2 separate regions of the Cricetulus griseus genome follow, and region 1 is linked to region 2. Evidence: chromatin contacts called from public Hi-C data. All regions are on one chromosome and are shown on one strand. The core of a region is the stretch at or near the end of the contact, and the rest is flanking DNA. Distances in the headings are between cores, read along the strand shown.

Evidence for each region. A called contact is a pair of places that touch in the nucleus more often than the background predicts.
Region 1: a Hi-C map of fibroblasts shows a contact between it and region 2, with 5 times the contacts expected there. The contact joins two enhancer-like sites. A contact is called at or near these places in 3 of 8 Hi-C or Micro-C datasets (the CHL-YN cell line, fibroblasts and liver).

The regions. Positions count from the first base shown.
Region 1 is chr2:51,735,278-51,739,403 of CriGri-PICRH-1.0, reverse strand. No RefSeq gene overlaps it. Among named protein-coding and RNA genes, the nearest start is that of Nfia, 18 kb to the right of the region's middle. Within about 2 kb of position 1,538, at least 2 of the 6 cell types and tissues checked have open chromatin away from gene starts, as enhancers often do.
Region 2 is chr2:51,378,093-51,382,123 of CriGri-PICRH-1.0, reverse strand. All of the region lies in intron 10 of Nfia (nuclear factor 1 A-type), which reads left to right. Among named protein-coding and RNA genes, the nearest start is that of Patj, 270 kb to the right of the region's middle. Within about 2 kb of position 1,578, at least 1 of the 6 cell types and tissues checked has open chromatin away from gene starts, as enhancers often do.

The DNA of each region.
Region 1 (4,126 bases), core at 289-2,788, 360 kb before region 2:
AATTTGCTTTGTTAACTAGGCTGGCCTTGAACTCATTGAGATCCACCTGCCTCTTGGAGTGCTGGGATTAAAGGCATGGGCCACCACCAGCTTGACAACTTTTATAAGTAATCCAAAACTGATGCCAGTAAGTCACTTTATGTGTAGCTATGACCCTACTCTGACACTTCTTAAAGTGACTCCCTTGAAAAGCAGGCCAGGAAGCACATTCCCCCATGGGTTCCTGTCTCCAGGGTCTAACCTTGAATTCCTGCTCTTCCTTGCCTCAGTGATGCACTGTTACCTGGAAATGTAAGGTGTAATGTAAATGTAAACCCTTGCCTCTTACCTTACCTCCCACAACAGTGACCCCTCGACCTTCCTCATCCTCCATTCTCTCTCCTGTGAACTTTCAGTCCTACTTTCCAGAGGTGCTAATGAAAAAAAAAAAAAAAAAAAAAAAAAAAAAAAAAAAAAAAAACATGGGTCTTCCTATGTAAAACTCCTAACAGGCTCTCCCAATGCCTAATACTGCACATCAAAGACAGGTTTTGCAAAACACTTGGAGCTTGCATCTCCAGGACTGTATGTCCTCATCTTAACAATGGGAATAATGTATATCCTATACAGTAAGACATCCAAATGGTAGTTAGCAATGTATAAGGTAAAATTATAATTAAGTAGTCATTGCCATCCATTAATGTTTCCTTTGCCTATGGGGAGATTAGATAGAGAGAATAGCTAATAGCCTGCTTTCGAATCGGCCACTCGTTTGCTGGCTTTCTCGTCTCTTTTTTTTTTTTTTTTTTTTTTTTTTTTTTGGTTTTTCGAGACAGGGTTCTTTTGTGGCTTTGGAGGCTGTCCTAGAACTCGCTCTGTAGACCAGGCTGGCCTCGAACTCACAGAGATCCGCTTGCCTCTGCCTCCCGAGTGCTGGGATTAAAGGTGTGCGCCACCAACGCCCGGCGTTAAAAGGTTTTCCTTTTCATTTTAGAAATAGGTAGGTGCTCCTAGCATGAGCAGTTTCTCACCTTCTCTGTCTCGTTATTAAAAATAAGAGGAAGAAGAGGCAGCCCTATCACACAGCTATTGTTCTGAAGGAGGGGGTAAAGAAGAGTGTCTGACTGAGCGACTTGTCAAGGTCACACAAATACGGTTTCTGATGAAACCGACTGTTCTTGGCTGAAACCTTGAGGATCCTATGGGATCCTATGGGATCAAAATCCAGCCAAACCTTCAGAACGCAAACATGTTCAATCGGAGCTGCTACTGCTGTTTCCTGGCGTCTACACGCCCCCACACACATTCTCGGTATTCTCTGGTCTGCTGCGGCCAACAGACGGACCTGTCCCTCTGGACTGACTAGGATGAGATGGCTCTGCCTTGCTAGGACCCGGCCACAGTAACTTGGCCAGCTTTCTCACTATCCTGCTAGTTACAACTCGACTGTAGGTGGCGCCCTGCTTCGCTTAGGGGAACTTGAAGGGTGAGGTCCAGGGTCACCAGCTGCCTTCTCTTAAAAAAAAATGTAAATCGTCCTTCCCTCCCCTACTTCTTTCCCTCCCGCTCCCCTGGGGCGGGCGGAGCGGTTAAGCTACGCTTCCCGAGAAATCGAGCCTGGTGACCGACTTCCAAGTGTTCATCGCCCAGCGGGGCGCTCCTGGGCGGTGCTTGAACCCCAATCTCCAGCAGCGCAGGCCACTTGCAGCTTACCCCTTTCCCCAACTTCAGCAGTGGAACTAGAGGGCCGGGGACAGTGTGACCCCTAGTGTGACCCTATGAGTGTGGGGCGGGGCGGGACAACTTTACAATTTCTAAAAGGCCGAATCTCAAAAGACTTGGAAGGGAATGCGACAGGGTGCACCTGCTGGTCCAGCTTGGGGACCGGAGGACGGCCTCCTACCCAGGACTCGGCAGCCAGGGAGGGTGTCTGTGGCCTGTGAGGTCTCCCTTCCCTCTGGCCCTTCCCTGAACCTTGTGCGATTTCGCTGCAAAGTTTCCAGATTCTAAGCCCAACCACGCGCGTAGAGGTGTACGTGATGGGGGGGGGGGGTCACACCAGAGCTCGGCTAGGAACACGCGGGGAGGGGAAGCAGAGCGGGGTAGGCAGGAGTGGGGTCGCCTGGTGGCTGGGCGCCGAGTGACCGGTGTCATCCCGCGGGGCGGGAAGACGCAAAGAGCCGTGCCACAACCTCCGGCCTGGCTGGTCCTGCAGCGGCCACCCGCGGACGTGGTCCCTGAGCGCTCGACTCAGCTTGCGGATCCGCCGAAGTCCTTCCTACCGCAGCTCGTAGCTGAACTGGGTGAATGATTTGTTCCGTCTGCAACTTACTTCTGCGTTCTTGTGAAGTTGAGCGCTGTGGTCAGGGGGAAACCTGGGGGGTCCTCTGCTAGCCACCTGAGGCCTCGGGCCAAAGATTGTTGAGCTGGTTAGCCTCGGTGTGAGGGGGGGAAAGTGAAAGCGGAACTGGAGGACTCTTAGAGGTCTAGCGGAGGAAAGCCTACAGCTACTGAAGAGTGTTTAAACAATACTATGCACAAAGCTTATTCTTTCATTCGGAGTTCTTTTCCTGGGTCTGAAAAAGTAAAAAACACACCTGACTCGATTTTTTTTTCTTTCCTCAATCAGCGCTTGTTGCACTTTTCCAAGTCTTTAAAGAACTGTTGGGGTAAATTTAAATAAACAATGGCGACGGGTATGTACAGTTGGTAACTCTTGGTTGCAACACCACCTCTTAAATTTACTGACAGTTCTTATCTTGAGAAAAGTGGGTGCGTTTCTATTAATCTATTATGCTTCAGGAGGTGGGGATCCCCAAGGAAAAAATGAGTAAAATGGAAAGTATAGTTGTGGAAACAGGGATTTGAGAGACAATTTTAGCACTCTGGTCTAGAATTCCAGCACTTCACGTTTCTCTAGTATTAGCTTTAACGGGAATATTGCCAGGCCTAGTCTCTAAGTGAGTCTTAAGACAAAACAAAAGTGCTTTCCCTCTCCTGCAAACAACTGCTTCAAACTATAGCTCCAAAAGAACTGGTCTTCATACTCTCTGGGAGGCAGGACCTAGATTTGGCCTCTTTCAAACAAGCAGGTGTGTGCTGTATTCTCACAGCTGTTGGGAGAGAGGGACGGAAGCCCCAAAGGCAGTGTGTCCTTGTACCCTACCCTGGCATTTAAACAATGATGGGCATGTTGAGACTGTGCTTCCAGTGTTAGCAGAGCTGATGGATGGACTGAGCGGTCCATATACCTGCCCACTTTGCACTTACCACCCTCCCTCAGTAAACCAGATAAAAAGTAGTTTTCTACCGGAAGGCATAGTTGGAGCCTTTACTTTTTCCCTGCTCCAGGGTTGAAACCTATGTCAAGGTTTCAAAGACAGGCTTGAAGCCCATACTTAGTGAATAAAACTTACCAGGAACAAGGAAGCATGGAATTTAGTTTAAGTTGGTATCATCTTTCAAAGAGATAATTTATGAAGGTGCTATACAACAGTGTGGGGGCCACTAGAGGACCAGGAATGTTTGGGTGGACTGGTGTTTGCCAAGAGGGGAGGGGTGGAGGCTTAGTGTGCTGTGATGTCTTAGACTCTTTAAGCCAGAACACTGTTTTCTCAGCAAACTACTTTTAGTAGTTTTCCTACAGTCATGGGGTCTATAACCTTCACAAACTCTCCTGCCTGAGAAGTCACACAACTCTGCAATTTCCCCCCTTGAGTTCATTTTGTAAACCCTGGAAAGCCCTGAGTGTAAATGAATGAAGGTGGTGTACTGCTCTGCCTTGGCACCAACTTTCCATTCTGGGTTCGCCTTCTGCCAGCTAAAGAGCAAAGGCTTATCCACTTCATATACATGAGGAACAAGCCTGACTCAAGGCCCAAACATAAGAAAGATGGGGACTTAACTCTGGATATTGGAAGGAAGGATTGCAATCAATCATCAATCAATAAATGGCAAGGGAAAATGGCTGTCGAAGAGCTTCAGCGAGCAGTGGGAAATAACCTAGCCTACAGTCGTTCTGCTGCAGAGCTTCCAAAATTGGAAACCGTGGTTTTTAGTTGGGTTGGGTTGGATCCCGCCTTTCCCCCTTTGTGCAGGCTGCTCTCTCTATAAGCAGACATGTCATTCCATCCTCAGTGGGAAAGAG
Region 2 (4,031 bases), core at 329-2,828:
CCTAAGCTGCTTTTACTCCCCCCTCCCTTTCCTCACGTTTTCCTGTGCTTTGTGTACAGTGGGGGCTTGTGTTTTATAAGAAGTCTCTGATCTATGTAGTATGCCATTCACTAACAAAAACCAAAATAGGATTGTTTCTGTCCCACTTGGTTTCCTGACTACTCCCTGTCTCCCTCCCTCCCTGTGCCCCTCATCCCCAGCCTGGAAGGCCTGCAGTTTAGCCTGGTGCTTTTCAGGGTCTTGAGCCAATTCCTTTTGTGTTGTAGGTTTCACTGCTCTGATTTTAATACCACAATTAAAGGCAGCTTTTTATTTTCTCAAGAACTTTCCCTTGCAACTAGTAAAGGGAGCTAGCACAGTCACCACTTTAAAATTAAATAGATAGATAGATAGATAGATAGATAGATAGATAGATAGATAGATAGATCATCCAATATGACTGACCACTGTCTTAGGAAATGGGTCCCCTTTAGGACCCCACATGGACCCTCAGGCCAGCCATAATTAACAATGGGAGAACCCAGATCTTGGTTTCCTGAACTTGCTCTCAGTCAGGTATTACCTCATCAATCCCCTCAATATGGATGAAGATATTTCCATTACATGGAGTTGAAAGCTGAGACTCAGACACTGCCAACCTTGACGAAGATCATCTAACTAGCCCACTGGGTGCAGGTGGCCAGTATTCCTGTGACATTGAACTCCAGAGTCCAAGTGTGACCCATGGAAAATAGCCCTCAAGTAGGTCTTCAGAGCAAACCCAAGTGGGCCAGAGGGCAATTTTTAAAACACGAAAGTCTTTGGTTTCATAGGGTGAGAGTAACAGAGGAAAATATAAAGGGAGATCAAGAAGAAAATTGACTTGATGGTAAGAGTGACACCAGGGTAAGCTGGGATATGGTGAGATTCCAACTGTGGAACAGCCTGCAGGATTGAGTTGTGGATGCACTTTCAAACTTTGTAGGTACTGGATGGTTTATTGGGTAAAAAAAAAGATTAGTGTTTTCCCATACTGAGGTTTGAACCAAAGCAGAGGTCTTGGCTGGGAGCAGCATAGTCATTCTCTAGGGAACGGTGGTTTGGACAAGTGCAGTGTATGTAGTAAGCAGGCAGAAGGCCATGTTACAAAACTATTGCACATGCCATTGACGCAGTTGGCCACAGTTGGCCCCATTGCAAAAGCTCTTCAGTCGGAACTGCCTGGGGCAGCCCTTAGAGACTTGTGCCTCTCTAGGGAGGGTGCCTATCACTGCAGCAGGCCAAAGCATGTGCTGTGAGCATATGTGTGGCCTAGCTGTGCTGTGGACACCCATCTGGATACAGTGCTTTGCTAGGGGTAAAGCTTTTACCTGGCTCTGGGAACTGGGGTGTTGCTTTCTTTTCTTCCCTTACTTAACAACATGTGCCCAGGACCTCCTCTGCCAGTCACTGGGCAAGACCCTGGGCATGCCTCACCTGAGAGCATACATAGCTTTCTTGGGAAGAAGCAGACTGTTATAGTCCCAGCATAGTAACAGATAAACTCTGTTGTGGAGTAATTGACACCCCAGACTGTGTTAATAAAGTTAACCTTGAGTCAGGGGAGGTGGAGCCAGGGACTAGCTAACCTGAATTAGCCATAGAGAAGCCAAGAATACAGACAGAGAATATGAACAGGAAGGAGTAGGGAGGGACTTAGAGATTGTGTGGTCTCTCCCATCTGGGAAGTGTGGAGAGAAGGTCAATTTATCGCTCCTCCGTAGCTTCTTTGATTTATCGAGTTCTCACCCCAATATTTGACTCCAGAGTCTTTATTGGTAATAGAAAAATTTAGATGAACACATCAAAACCCTGTGGGTAAAGACACTGAAGAAAAGACCCTCAGAGGAGGCCTCAGAAATCTATGGGGCTCCTGTCTTAGATCAGTACTTATCCCTAGCATAGGATTAGACTTTGGGAGCCCATCCCACATAGGGGGATACTCCCTGAGCCAAGACACCCAGGAGTGGGCCTAGGCCCTATCCCAAAGGATATGATAGACTCTGAAGACCCCCCTCCTGTGGAAGGCCTCACCCTCCCTGGGGAGCAGAAAGGGTTTGGGATAGGTAGGGTGTTAGTGGGGGGCAGAGGAGGAGGGGAGGGAGAGGGAACTGGGATCAACATGTAAAACAATCTTGTTTCTAATTTAAATTTTAAAAAATGGAAAGAAAAAAAAAAGGCCCTAAGAAAAAAACGGGACTGGCAAGATGGCTCAGATGGTAAAGGTGCTTGCTGTCAAACCTGACAAACTGAGTTCAAACCCTGAGACCCACAAAGAAAAGAGAACCAACCAAAGGTGTCCTCTGACCTCCACATCCCACTGGGGGCACACACACACACACACACACACACACACACACACACACACACACATATGTAATTTAAAAAGAAAAAAGTCATTTAATCTTAGACCCTGGGGACAAGCAAGTGTTAGCATAGCAAGCAAAAGGCATAGCCTGTGCCAAGGGCCAGCAGGGAGGAAACATTTGGCTTTGCAGGGTTCTGGAAGGAGTTTAACACAACACAAGTGGTGAAAAGATAAGGCCGAAAAGGTAAGCGAGGCCACTCATGGCCCATTAATGTTTTAATAGTTTCCTGTACAATAAACAAGTCTTGGTTTAGAGTTATTGAAAACAGGCTTTCTTTAATTAACAAAATAAAATCAGACAAGAAAAATGGCTAAGGAGATCAAAGCCTGAGGCTGGCAATACCCATAACCAACACCTGTATACAGCATGTCACCCTTTCTAGAAGAATCCTGTGCCTATCACTGCCATCCTCTCTCATTGCCAGCACTCCAGAGTCCCCAGCATAGATCTCTTTCTTCGTATACGATGTCACACAACCTATCAGTGGAATTCAATGTGGGTGCTTTGGACACTCGGCCTTATCAGTGGACAAAAGTTTATCAGGATCCTTTGCGAAATCATGAAGGGCACAGATGTCTAAAGCCAGTCCCTTCCTGTTGGCCTCTAAAGCACTTAAAAACTCCTAACATTCCCAGAACCTCATGTACATAGCACCAAGCAAATTGTAGGCTGTTAGTGCTTACTGACCAAATGACTAAGGGCTCCAAATGGTTGATCCTAAGAGGCAAAGCCAGGATTCCACACAGAGGTCTTTCAACTCCTTCTGTATCAGACATGGGGGTGGGCCCCCCAGGCTTTTGGCTGATTTGCCAAGGACAACTCACTTGTGCTAAATAGTAGGCTTAGTTCATGCAAACAAGAACAGGAAGCCAAAAATGACTGACTGGATTAGTGTGACCCAGCAGAGGCAGCATCATCACAAGGGACAAAATGGTAGCTGCACTCATGTAGACCCGCTTGCTGTGCTCCTTGTGGGGCTGGAAGGGACTGATGTGTTGAGCAGGGGAGCTTCCTGTATTTTCCTGTTTCCGTTTATATGTGTAAATGTCCTTAAATAACCCACCTTGCCGGGAGAAGAAAGCTAAGTGTCACACCCAGTTCTGGATTCCACATTAACAACCTCCTTCCGTTCAGCGTTAAACTTTGCCCTTGAGGCCTTTTGTTTAACTTTTTAATTTGAAAAACAGATTCTGCTGTCACAGTCTGTCCTGCCCTCCACAGCACCCCCTCGCCCCCAACCACCAAGTGAAATATAACTCAGACCTATTTCCCTTTTGTTTTTAAAATGTATGCCCTGCCCTCTGAGTAGAAAGAGAGACTGTAGAAGGCTCTATAAGAAGTTGTGTGAGTTAGATATTGGTGGTTGACAAGGAGCTGTGTCCATTGGCTTTGTTGCCCATCTTCAGTAGAGTCAGAACCAACTCCATTTTGTAATTGCTCACAACGAGGCACAAGAGAAGAAACAGACTGCCACTGTCACAGTGCCTGCTGCCATCCTGGCCCTCTTGTTTAGGATGCAGTGGGATGGAGGCTGTTTATGGTTCGTAAATCCTGACTACTGTGAACATTCCAGAATCCCCACAGAATGGGACTGGAACTTTCATGGAGCTGTAAATTAAGGGGCGGGACGTGTGATAAAACTCC